Linked DNA regions of Bicyclus anynana: region 2 is linked to region 1. Evidence: chromatin contacts called from public Hi-C data. All regions are on one chromosome and are shown on one strand. Each heading gives the region's core, a stretch centred on a gene start, on an enhancer-like site or on the middle of the called end of the contact. The rest is flanking DNA. Distances are from core to core; before and after follow the strand shown.

Region 1 (6,801 bases), core at 1,894-4,393:
CCTGAGTACATTGGTGGACGGTTATCGTAGTAACCACCGCGAAAGTGATCGTTTTGGTTGGCTATTTCAACTTCAGTGTTCTGATCTAAGTGGTCACTGTAGCAATGTGGTATTCGTTCGATTTCTCTTATAATATGGTCTTGCATCATAGCGCTAAAAACCCCTGTCTGATGATGGTGTATAGGGTTTCTGTTGCGGCCTTCGACCTGCCCCTGAGGTAAACCAGGTTCGTTATAATCGAATTGACTCTGGCACGGATGTTGAGGGTATGGGAGACCGTTTTCCTGCATATACGGCATCTGATGAGGTACTTGTCTATTGGGTATGTCGTGGAAGTAAGCGTCTTTTGGGATCATTCTTAAATCGTGAGGGTAGTTATGAGTTTGTACTTGGGGCGCTGGGGACTGAGACTTTATTGACATGGTCTCGTAATTTGGGAGAGGTAAAGTTTGAAGCAGATTGGTATTCCTCATCGGACCAGGTTGGTTTCTACTCCGTATAGGATTGTCGTCTTCATCGCTACTCTCTGAATTATTGCCATTTTCTTTGGGCGGAGTGTGAAAGGATTTTCTCGTCGGGAATGGTATTAAATTATGCAGACTGAAACGTTTGGATTTTGGTGGTTTATCTTTCAATATTGGTGCTGGTCTTAACGGCTGTTGTGGCATTTTTAAGATAACAGGTTTTGTTTTAATTGGCACAGTTGCTTCCTTTTCTGTTACTTTTCTGGGTAACGGATTTCTTTCCGGTGATATGTGTCTCTGTTGATGTTCCACCTGAGCTACCAATTCTTGAACTGATCTACGAGGTTCCCTCTCTTTGTTGCAGTCTTCCCTGTAGTCAGGTTGTTTAGAAAATTTTATGTAACCATCCTGAGAAATGTCCAGTGATTTTGTATTTCTTACCAGAACATCGGACATTTCTTTTTCCAGTGCCACCCGTTTTCGAATATCATCTGCTGTTCTTTGTAATACTTGACTTTTCCACGTAGTTTCATTTTGTTGGTCTATTTGACTATTTGTTATGTGTTCCTCTGGGTTGTTGGTACCTATGAAATCTGATGGATGATGACTGCTACTTGAAGATACGGCTGCCATGTTTCTGCATGACGATAAGTGTCTTTCGTTATACGGGAGGTCAGATACTGGGGATTGTGATACGGAGACTTTATTAGCTCTAACGTGAATTTCTGCTGTGACATTCGGAGAAGTACCTTGACTGCAACTTGTGTGAGGCGTGGAATGGGAAGATCTAGAACACCGACTGGGTCCGACGTCCAACTGATCACTGCTTCTCGAGTTTTTAAGCAATTGCTTCCGTCTTGGACTTCGAGGTGATTTACTATCTAATTCCTCCGTACTTTTAGATGTGGCTTTATATTCCAAATCTTTGGCTATATTTTCACACTGCGCCATGTTTTCATTAAAACTCTTAATAATTCTATTGACATTGTTCCATTCATCGTTACCACCATCTAATATTTCGAGACTTCTTGTTCTTTTTATTGGCGGTATATCTAGCGATCCTTTTGGACTGAAGTCTAGTTTCTTCACTCTTTCTGACGCTCTGAACATCATGCCCCGCGACAACCATTGCTCCAAATGTTTATGCCTCTCCTTACACAGAGCTCTTTCGGCAGCAACGAATCTCGTTAATTCTGATATTTGACCTTGAGTTTTCATTTCTAAATCTGTAACTTTCTGATCTAATTTCTCATGAGCTTTATCGATATGACGTTTCAGGTCTTTTTTGTCTTCATTGAGCTTTTCTTCCATATGTTTAAAGAACGGCGCGCAATAACACGTGTATCCGGCTCCGATTGGACCTTTCTTTATATTCCCTGCTAAGTCCAAGTAGTATTGTTCGCCTTTTTTTAATGGTTCGGTGGGTAGCGAGTTTAACTTGGGTTTGGGGAAATATTTGGGGTCCGGGTAATAGTGACATCCATACGGCGACCATTGCACTTGAGGTTGTGGCGTTTCGAAATGCACACTTTTCTTTTTTTTATCTTTGCTTTTATCTTTTTTCTTAGCGTCATCAGGTTCGTCTACAGTTCTTTCTTTGCTTTTGTCCCTGTGCCTGTCTTTCTTTTTGGATTGTTTGGCGACTGGTGTGTTAAGGATGCTGATTATTTCTTCTAAGCCTTTTCTGGTGGCGATGTCTCGCGCAGTTTCGCCTTGATGGTTCTTGAGGGACTTGTCGCAGCCTGCTTCGAGGAGGATTCTGGTCAGTTTTCGTCTGCCCATGGCGGCCGCTATGTGTAACGCCGTGTCACCGTTTTTGTTCTGCTCGGAGACGCGGCACTGCGCAGAGATGAGGATCCGAGTGACGCCCGCGTGCCCGTAGCGCGCCGCGGTGTGCAGCGAAGTGTCGCCATACTGCAACACACAATATTTACTATCAGTATACATTTTATTGAACAGTAAAAATAGATTTATACACTTTCTGGAGTCTTTATTGGTTTCAACTTTTATCACCAATATTACGCCCCATAAATGTGCATGATCTATGTTTATCGATGATCAAATGTAATCGATTACGCTCCTTAAACGCTCATAATTATTATGTGTTTTATAGACGCAATAAAATTTAACGATGTCTTTAATACTTCATTATCAGCTAATGGAGTTTTGTCTAAAGATAGTCACAACCCGACTCATATGAGATAAAACATCATTTCCGGTTATAAATACAGAGTTACGGCATACCTACTACCAACTTCGTTCTAGTGGATTCGCGGGAACTTCTATTAATACGAGTAAGTATCAGTTATCTCCACATTTCGTAAGTGCCAGACTCTAGTTCTGCGTGGCGAACACAACAGACGGGCGCTCGCAGGAATCTCCGCTAACCTCGCTATGCGGTGGGCAAAGAACCACACGGACTTGACCACTCTGCCGTTGTCGTTCATCGCCTCGACTAACACAGGCTCGATCTCGACGCGGTGAACACCACACCAACTCGAAGCCGCAGACCTAAGTGGTCCGTCCTAGTGCACCTTCTGTATTTGCAGGCGGCGTTGAGATCCACAGAAAGTGCCAACCCCTGTTAACCCACATTCCCAGGGTTAGACGCGAAGGGTGAAGGTTGTCTGCGCATCCGCTAGTCAGTAGTGGGCACGTACGTTGTTCTGCAGGTCGGGCGGCGCGCCCGCCAGCAGGATCTCGCGCGCGGACTGGTTGTGTCCGTTCTGCGTGGCGAGGTGCAGCGGCACGAAGCCGGCCGCGTTGCGCACGCGCAGGTCGCACACGCGCGCCAGCGTCGCCACCGCGCGCGAGTAGCCCTTCCACGCCGCCTCGTGCGCTGCCGTGTTGCCGTGCTGCAAACGAACGATACAAATCTTAATTAAAAGTCAACAGAAGTGCCGTAGAGATACCTTGGTTCTAGAGCTTTCTGTAACTCTTCCGAGGTATCATCGTGCTTATTCTTGCATTTACGCCAAGTTGATGGACCCGAAGCTGCACTTGTAGGACGTATGTCTTGCAAATTGTTATACGTGTACCAACTCGTAGTTGGTACACGTATAACAATTTATACTGCTTAATCTGGACGTAATTAGTGTCAGACAAATTATTGTATAGGACCTGCCTCGCTTGACGTTACTTTTCTGTCAAAGTATGTGATCAACGATCTAATGCGATTATAAAAACTGTCTCTATAGTATCGATGTTAAATAGTTGTAATCGTGTTCGTCGGTTAAAGAGCTCCGTAAAAATACCTTTCTATGTAGTTGAATGGTGTAAAAAACGGAATTAAAAAATCTCTGTTATGCAGGTCACAATGTTTTCCTTCACTGATTGAGACACGTGATATTTAATTTCTTAAAATGCACACAACTGAAAAGTTGGAGGTGGCATGTTTTGGACCGGATACAAACCTGCGCCCTCCGGAATCGGAAGCAATAATGAGTATGAAAGTTGGATAAGATACTTAATTTATTTTTATAACAACGGCACATCTTATTATGTTATCGAACGTACGAGATGCAATGTTGGAGTTTTCCTTAGCCATAGGAATAACAGGATATGAGAGAATAAGGAACAATTAATCAGATTAATAACATAATGGTATCTGAGAGACGGGTAAAGAATCAGAGGTAGTAGGATAGCAGATCCAAAATGGCAGTATTATGGCAGAGTTATTTTAACCGTAGATAAAGCGGCATACAAGGTTTCATATTCTTCTATAAGCAATGAACTGCGTCACTGGCCGACTCAGAGCGACCTGGGTCGCGCCGGACTATGAGACCTCGCAGGTCCTGACGGGTCACGGCTGCTTCCGGAAGCGCCTACGTGACATGTGCCTCAGCGAGACTGGCGACTGTGTGTGTGGGCTGGCGGAGGAAGACCTCCACCATGTCCTGTGGGAATGCGGCGAGTACGAGGACCTCCGGAGTGCAATGTTGGAATGGATTGTCAGAGAAGAGGCGGGACCAGTGTACTACCAGGATCTTGTTAGCTCGGCAAGCTAGGAGGAGTAGGAGTTCGCGCATCGGTGGCACACGAGGCGGAGCGCTCTGGACCGTTGACCACCGGTCAAAGGTGATGCATGGACCGCGGCGGGCAAGCGGATCTCAACGTCGTGTGTCGTCCAGCCCCAGAAGGGGGAGAGTGAGTATCAAGGGAGAGAAAAGATAAATTAACTTGTAGGGAGACAAGAAGGTGTCCCGAGAACACGCAAAAGCAAGTACCGGGTTCGCCCTCCCTCGATTCGGCCCAAATTACCGAGAGGTTGAATGGGCCATGGGAGGTGGTGGGTTATTCTGTAACTAAGGAACAGATGGAAACGATAGTCACCAGTCGGTCCTGCTTGTCGGGGTCGGCGCCATGCTCCAGCAGCAGCTGCAGCACGTCCACGTGCCCGTCCGCCGCCGCCCGCTGCAGCGCGCTGCACCCATTCTGCAACAAGCAACATCATCATCACCATCATTATCATCATCATCAACATGATCGCTAACGCTTCGACAACTAGAAAGACTTATGGGAATGGCATTTGCTATCGACAGGTCACGTGATCAAGATCTGTCATTCCCATACATTTTTCTAGTTATCGAAGCGGTAGCGATCGTAGAAAGAGAATCGACGTGCCACTTAGCTAGGGGGCAGGCCTCCATCTGCAGGTTTCCTCACATGTGTTTCCTTTACCATGATATTTAATTTCTTAAAATGCACATAACTGAAAAGTTGGAAGTAAATGCCCCGGATTCGAACCTACATCTTCCGAATCGGAGACAGAGGTCATATCTACTGGGCTATCAGTATCACATCTCTTACCTACTACTTGAATAGGTTTTCAAGTTAGCCCTTGACTACAATCTCACCCTGCTGGTATGATGGTAAGTGATGATTCAATCTAAGATGGAAGCGGGCTAACTTGTAAGGAGGGGGATATTTTCATCCCCCTCCACACCCTTTTCGTTTTCTACTCGATATCGTACCGGAATGCTAAATCGCTTGGCGGTACGTCTTTTCCGGTAGGATGGTAACTAGCCACGACGGAAGCTTCCCTCCAGCCAGAACTCGACCAATTAAGAAAACCACAATCAGCCCGGCCGGAGATCGAAACCAAAACCTCCGTCTTGCAAATCCACCGCGCATACCACTGCGCCACGGAGGCCGTCAACTTATGTGACTAGACCTTCCATAATTACCTTTGCTAGGAACATGAGCAGACAATTAGATTTTATAAAAAAAAAGGTCTAGCCATGACAGGCTCTTAAGCACACTAAAATTCAAGCTGAACATTCTTTCTGACATAGATAGCATACTTTCTAACGAGTTGTGTGTTGAAAAAATGACTTCCCGCCACTAGTTTCAACACAATTACGTATATAGCGATTAAATAACAAATAATGGGATATGAAATGAAACTTTTCTGGTCATTAGCGTTTACGGTCTCGATATAACGGGAAATGAAGACAATAATTACGTAAGCAGCCCACTGCCTATCGATACACCTTGCGTAATTACACAGTACACAGCATAGCTGAGGGGACGTTACGAAATGTCACTGTTGTGCGCTATAGTACGTACCAGGGGCGTAGCTAGTGACGTACCTATCAACCGTATCAATGAACGGCCTCCGGAATTCAGGGACCCCTTACGCGTGAAAGCAAAATTTTTTATAAAGTAATCTAAACCTTTAAAAAAGTAAAAAAACAATACATTATGGTGAAATAGTTAGGGTAAAGTAAAAAAGATTTTACTTGCTGCTCGTCTATTGGGCCACCAACTAATTTTGATCCAGGGAGCCTTTAATGCACGCTACGCCACTGGTAGGTTCGTCAGTCAACGATATTTTAAACTAGAGATAGGGCACTAGCATTAAAACTGAGGCGGACAAATGTGTAATAAATGTGTGATCCCAGGACCAATCAAGGAAGAATCAAGAGATTCGAAACCACAGAAGTTAACTACTGGATCAGCATTTGTTCAGATTTGAGTTTGACTCCTTATTGAGCCTTCAATTACTTAGGTACAAGTAATTATTTAACCGTTGTGCTGATGCTTTTAATTGATACGAACGGAATGCTTCTATAGGCAAGTTTATAGTGTTTCCTGTTCATTTTATTAATTCATTCATGCTTTTATCTGATGCAAATGAATGTGGTAGCCACTAGTGCTGGATTTTATTATTTTTACTACTTTAGTTGAAATGTACGTACTATAATGCTGGAGGCAGATTGACAGCCTTGCCGCAACGCAACGCAGGGAATAGGGATGATACAGTTTTTTAAATTGTCTATAAATTAAGAGAATGCTAATAGTAAAGCAATTTTGTAAAAGTAACAGGGTACCTGCG
Region 2 (7,143 bases), core at 1,507-4,006, 92 kb after region 1:
AAGAAATAGTAATACAGAAATCTCCTTCAATAGATACCATCGCAGCAGAATTGAGAGCAACGCGCCGCTAGCGCCCGGCAGAGATAATGTAGAGTGGGCACGATGCATGCGGACATTGAGATTTACTTTAACAGTTATTTCAATACTATTCAAGTCTTATAGAATGAAGGTCTGTAATCGCCAGACCTCTGTCTTTATTGTTCTTCGGCTTATATGAGAAGTCATGTTATCTCAATAGATGAGTTTCTCTTCTACTATAATGGTGTCTGAAGATCTTAAACCTTATATGTACAATTAGGTGTGATTTTCAATATTTGTTTTGATGTTTTATTGCACAAAGAATTAAATTAATTAGGGGAAATTATTGCTTTGAGGCATTTACTACCTGATTTATTTTTTTCGATGTGGACATACGAGTAATAAAATAGTGGATAACTTTTGGTTACCTGTTAGGTACCTCCCAAAGCCAATACGATACTAATTCCATAGTTGCAAAGAGTACTTATGTATGGTAACAGCATGGGCTGACCTGTGACGTGCACAAGGCTTTTAAATAAGGTAGGCACCATAAGTACAAATTTTGTAAAATTTCTTCTTACAGGTTTGTATTGAATGCTCAGGGTATGCAGTGAATTTATGCATCTATTCTATGAAGTGCGCACCACTGAGGCTGACAAGCTTTCAGCTTTTATAAGACAATTGAGCACAAACTAAGAAATAGTAAAACAGAAAGCGTCAATAGATAACAATCAGAGCAGAATTGAGAGCAACGTGCCGAGCAGAGATAACATAGAGTGTGCATGATGCATGTTGGCGTTGATAAGCCTTAGAACTTACCCACTTCAAAAAGTATTTGATGTCTATGGCTAACGTTCACTGAAAGAATGCTTTCCAGGTGTGTGATTCCGCTGTTTTTTACTCGCAATTTAATATTCGCCTATATCCAATTTTATTAGAATTTAAACTTTATATCACTATGCATCTTCGTTGATGCCACTATCAACGAAGTTGCTTGGAAATGAGCGATGTCACATCGCTGTAATTTTACAGAATGCAACGGCTGACAGCTCACAATCCAATAGATGATGTAACCTTGATGTGATGATGAATATAGAGAAAAATACTAACTGTGTGCTATGAAATATTGAGCTTTTTCTCTCTTCCATGAAATTCTCAGTATATTCAGAGTCCGTGGTATTTCACTCCCGTGCCTTGTTGAGTACGCTAAGTCGTAGGGCATCGTTGTTTGGGAGTTTCTCCACTTTTGTGGTTTTCTTTTTATCTTATTATGGTTATTGTTGTTGATGTTCTTTAGTAACTTATTAACTAATAAAAAAAATAACCAAGAATGTTCAAATATCATTGAATAGCTCTAAGTACCCCAGTTTCCGGTATCAAGAGTACCAATGCTAATTCACATATTAAACCCCATGACTTGTCAGTATAAACAGTTTGGATTTATTTTAACCTTTATTAGCACACATTGAATACGTAAGTATAACAGTTGTAGGTAAATGTACGTTGACACTGTAGGCGATGTGATCGCCTATAAAAAATATTTGACGCTGCTGCGGACTGCTCCTGCCATGACTGATTCACTCAGGCCAAAACACGCTTTCTGAAAGCGTTCGCTCTATCTTCTTCTGCCTCTGGGGAAGAAATGCTTGTGCGCTCGTAGGAAACCCTCCAGTGAAATACTCAATCAGAAAAAAAGCCGTGTTAATAAGATAACAATATGTAAACTTTGCGTTAACCATTTTCAATCACAGGTATAAATTAGATATGATGATGATTAAACATGCTCCATTTCCAGACAACAGATTCCCTTCTTTATACATATCCAGAAGGTTACAAGAAAAGAGCATTGAATCCCCTACTCGATTGGTACCACCATCAGAATGGTTGGTTAGCAATATCGAGCATGAATCAGTTACAGTTTATATCATGCGTAGGTGCAGCGGAATAAAGGTGGGGTACGTTATCAATCCGTGTTATACGCCATCACTTAGACCGTACCTCATAAATTCCGTACCCAAAGTAGACATTAGGGGGCCGTGCGGAGGGTCGACGGCGCAGGCGGTCGTTAACGGTGGGTACGTTTTGATTCAACCGACTTCTACAGATGACCTTGTTGAGTATTCAAGGAAAGTGAAACGGTTACCAAAGACCGTGCTTCGGTTGTTTGACTTTGAATGTATATGCCTAATTCTTAAAGTAAATAAATACAAAATAAATTTAGATCCCTTTCTAACCGCGCGTAGACCGCGTGACTTTTGTTGAGAAAATGGACAAGAGGCTGTGATGGCCTGACCAAAGAGAGAAAAATGTAGTGAAAGAGGGACTGGGGTGCTGACATGATTTATACTTGGAGGGTTAAGGGACTGGATCTTTCAAAGCTCCTCCCAACGCTACCAATTTACGATCATCAGGCTGTCAACCAATCAGGTTCACGAATTTGATTTCGTGATATTTGAGGTTATTAACGTGATTTCGTTGTACCATTTTAGACTAGGAAAAAAACAAAAAATCACTGCCATGTTATGTAGCGGTTATGGACATGCTGATTTCCACTTTCTACGGTATTGCGAATATACTCAAATGTTTAGACTTCAACAACATTGTACGTTTCTCACGCTCTACAGTTTTCGTGCGAATAATTTTCTCTCATTAATTAGCCGATACCAGAGATAGGTAGTGCTGCCAATGTCGAGCCTTAACGGAATAATAACGACGTAACGATGCGTCAGGCGCCGCTAATATGGAGGTGACGACTCGAGCATGCGGCAATAAACATTGCGATCGCATCAATCCTGTTCCCTGTAACGGAGTTAAAGTCTCATTAACTTGAAACTGTAGGATTAGAGAGATTTTCTGAAGTCAGAAATCTGTCTTAGAAGTCAATCTAATCAGAGCATGTCCGTGAAAGCTTCCAACCGATTTCTTAAATGGAAGAGGCTTGAGAGAATTAGTTTGGGCAGCAAAATCGACTAGAAAGCCGTTAAGGCAAACGTCATTCTGTTTTTTAATTCTATGACAAGTTAGCCCTTAACTGCCATATCACTTGAAGCGGTTTTACTTTAGCGAAAGACCTATAAACGTATTCTGCCAATACCTCTGAAGGTTCCTACGCGGCATCGTAGGTACCCACCGGAACTTTACATCGCGTGGTAACTAGCCACGGCCAATACCAGATATTTGTTTGTAATGTGTTCGAAGAAAATTACCATCGTCAAAATAATCAGCTTATTTGAACAACCTATTACAGAGCCAGGCTAAATGAGAAAGGATATGGAGGTTAAGCGCACCACTCAAGGGTCATGTCTACTCTTCATTAACGTCTATATTAACGAACTATCCGAGGCACAGGGGGCATGTGGGGAATGAGGGGCACACAACTAACTTCCCATCTTCATTAAAAACTTCTTGGAAAAGCACAAAATAGCTTGTCGCTGGTTTCGTACCCACGACCTCGTGATTCGAAGACATACACTAACTACCTACTGGATTAATAAGACGTTTATAATGCTAGCCACTTCATCATTATCAACCCATATTCGGCTCACTGATGAGCTCAAGTCTCCTTAAGTCCACCACACTGGCCCAATGCGGATTGGCAGACTTCACACACGCAGAGAATAAAGAAAATTCTCTGGTATGCAGGTTTCCTCACGATTTTGACACACAACTGAAAAGTTGGAGGCCCCGGACCGGATTCGAACCCACACCCTCCGGAATCGGAGGCAGAGGTCATACCATCCAATAAATCCACGTGCCGCAGCGCTAAAAGCAGGACATTCGATAAAACTGATCGTGTGTTAGTCGCGATCTGCAGGCACACAGGCTTATTGGATGGTGAGTGGCAAGCATAAGTGTATGTGGAGAATGATTTTCTAGGCATATTTGTATTTACCTGAAAAAGTATCATTATGCAATGAGAAGTGCCGTCTAATGCAGTTACCGGTGCAGTGTGTGAGCCACGCCTCGTTGCTGATCTGGAAACCAGTTCGAAGTATTCGCTAATTATAGTGTAAGAGCTTCCAGAGACATAGGACGCTTTGTGACACAGTTCGATCGGGGAAGTATGAACGCCGCCAAGTTGTATATTTTGTGTTTAGGTCTGAATTTGCAGTGGAAATGGAAAGTGGAAAGGAACATAGAAATTGTCCGTTGGTTTTTTGTTTTTGTTGAGCTATGAAAGATGTACTTTTCTCTTGTAAAGAAGAAGAAGAAAAAAGAGAAAAAGCTTTCTCTTGTAAAGCAGAAGAAGTCACGCGGTAGTTGGTATAAGTATAATCGACTAACGGCCTATGATTTTATGTTACTCGGTGAAAATGAAGTTTTCTTAATGTTAAAGAATTTTTTAAATCGGTCGAGTAGTTTTTGAGTTAAATCGAAACAAAAAAACATTTTTTACGATTAGGTACCTCTTTATACCCAACACTAGTTTAGAAAAAAATCGTTGCTGAAAGAATTAATGTATGTACATGTCAATGGATACTTAAAACCATGCATTACGACAGTCGTCTCTAAGACTATAAAGAACTTGTTTCGAGAAAAACTGTTACAAGTGAAGTAATTATACCTTTCCCAGCGGCGGGACAGTTTCCACTGTCGTATCATCGAGCATGACACTGCGATATACAGTAACGGGGGTAATATCATTAGGTTTTAGTAGCTACTTTCTGAATAGTAGGTACTTACGGCACTTTACCTTGATAATGTCTGCAACAGAACAGCTTTTAAGCACCTTACCCAAGTGCGGAAAAGCGATGATAAGAGCTTTTATCATAGGACAGCAAGGCAGCACAGCAGTGGCGTGCACTTCATACATGCATTAAAGTACTACATACCCTAAGAGTTGTCTTCTTAGTGCCTATTAAAATACAGATTTTTCCAGTTTGCTTAATTTTATTACTAGTGCATACCCTGATCGACAACCTTATGCACCCCACTGTCGATTTGTTGACCCTTTGGGCGCGTACGAAATGTTTTGTTTTTTGCACTGAGAAGATATGGAATGCCCTTCCAGCTGCTGTATTCCATACCTGGTACAATGTGGGAATCTTCAAGACTAACAGTGAAATTCATAGCCATAGACGTTATAGGGGCATCCCCAGGGAATGATTCAGCGGCTGAGTATTAAATAGAACCTCTAGTTATCTGAGAATTTGAAACTCAGCGGGTAAATGATCCCCTGGGGGTGCACCTAGAACATCTATGAATTTCACTGTAAGAGTGAATAGGCAAACGTATATATTATTGGCGGCCTCTTCGGTCGTCATGCGTGATCCTAAAAAATCCCTTGTGATGGATGTTATAAACGATGGTTTAATTCAAGATCTAGCCATCCATTTTCTCAATCCATCAATCTTTAGTAAAGAAAAAACAAATTAATCGTACATTTTGTCCTTTACGGTCGACCATGAACGTAATTTTTCCATGACACTGCCTATTACAGCTTCCACATTGCAATATCTCTATTAGAGTGGAGTTTATAAATAAAACAACAAGTAGCCAAGTGACGGGTAAGGAAGGGGTACACAATAATCACATTCCTCGCCCTCCCCCTCCCCGCTTCCCCCCTACGTCTCCTCCACCCGCGCTGTGTCCATCGGCAAATATCTTTGGAACGAACCTAATGGGCTATTATTGATAGGTCCAAGTTGTAAGAAATCATTGAATAAGTATCTTGCTTGATGGAAAATTGTGATGGACTGATGAGTAAACCGGACAATACTGCCACAAGTGTCAATGCGTTTTTTGGCACGTTTGTCACTTTTATTTTTGTCTAATCCCCAGAATAAAAAGCTGAAGTTGAAGCTCTACCTCTTATTTCCGTATAGTCTAATCCTTTCACTAATTTCATCCATTCTTATAGAGATAAAATATCTGTGTTAAATCCGCTAACAGCTCATATCATAATGCTGTTTCCATTCCAGTCGCTCTCTGGTTCGAGCCAAGAAACCTCGCCCCGGGCACTGGAGAGTCTTACACTTAATTCCTCACTTATTTTTTAAGTTCCAACTTCCAATTACTGTTATCGTTGTATTCCATCGGCGGGTTGTGTTTGCAGTGACAAATCTGTTTTATTCATCTGGCATTTGACGTATCTATCTTTGACTCTGGACAGCTTGCTTTAAATAGACGCAGCGTTAATTATAACTTAATATTTAATCGAGCAATTCTTGGGTATATTTTATGTTTCATGATATTTGGATAAAATTTTTTGTGAGGCAGGTGCCTCATGAAACGCAACAAAAATAATTAAGAAAAGGTATTTTAAACACATTCAAAAAGTATCCGTAAAGTAAGTGGCTATCACAATAGGTCGAAAGCGGTCGAATTGATACAGGTACCCTTTGACGACCTGCAGAGCTGATGCATCAAGAAGAAGATAATATAATCTCTGTTTGCCCGAGCTGATCTCTGGAACAGCTGATATAACTGAAATGGTAATTTCACCGGAAGAATTGAAAATGAATATATAGGCTATTTTTATCCCGGAAAATAGCTTCCCAAAATAAATTTTCCTTTAAAATTCGCAAAAATATTATTGGCAAGAATATGGCTTCATAATATTCGCAATTGCATTAGTTATATTGTCGGTTCTATTCTTTACAATACAAGATACTAACAAGAAGAAGGAAGCTCGGTCTGTAAGCGAGACGCAACACGACTTTAAATTATCGGTTCCACGAAACATTACTTCAAGTTCCTCAACTTCTTATTAAGTTGCAGTCCAAAAGAACGTGTCCGTCGCTACTTTGTAACAAACGACGCGGTGACAGTAATGAGTAGTGACAAATATTTTATTTGCTTTTTGCTATGGACTGAATAGAAGGCCTTACTGACGAGTAGATACAGTATGCATTGCGTGGATGGGTTCCTTAGGTACTTCGATCCAGTTCAGGAAAAATATAAGTAAAAAAATATTTTTAGGGGCGTGACTGCCAAAAGTGTACGATTAAGAAGAAGAAAAAGAGTTTAAGAAGAAGAAGGGGATTGAGGATCAGACCTTCTTGAGTTTACTAAGACCATTAAAAAGAATGGACTTGTTTCGCACCCAAATTCACCAGCAAAAAAGTCTGTCGTTTTTGAAGGGGGACGAGGTAAACTCACACATCGAAAACCTTTAACACCATT

Evidence for each region. Hi-C and Micro-C count contacts between places; a contact is called where the count stands out from the background.
Region 2: a contact with region 1 is called in a Hi-C map of whole body, with 2.3 times the contacts expected there. The contact joins two enhancer-like sites. A contact is called at or near these places in 2 of 2 Hi-C or Micro-C datasets (whole body and whole larva).

Annotation. Positions count from the first base shown.
Region 1 is chr19:14,721,593-14,728,393 of ilBicAnyn1.1, forward strand. LOC112044082 reads right to left here. Exons shown (of 5, transcript XM_052887236.1): 3 at 4,797-4,898; 4 at 3,125-3,319; 5 at 1-2,378. Among protein-coding and RNA genes, the nearest start is that of LOC112044102, 9.1 kb to the left of the region's middle. Within about 2 kb of position 3,144, at least 7 of the 8 cell types and tissues checked have open chromatin away from gene starts, as enhancers often do.
Region 2 is chr19:14,813,760-14,820,902 of ilBicAnyn1.1, forward strand. No RefSeq gene overlaps it. Among protein-coding and RNA genes, the nearest start is that of LOC112044083, 23 kb to the right of the region's middle. Within about 2 kb of position 2,757, at least 4 of the 8 cell types and tissues checked have open chromatin away from gene starts, as enhancers often do.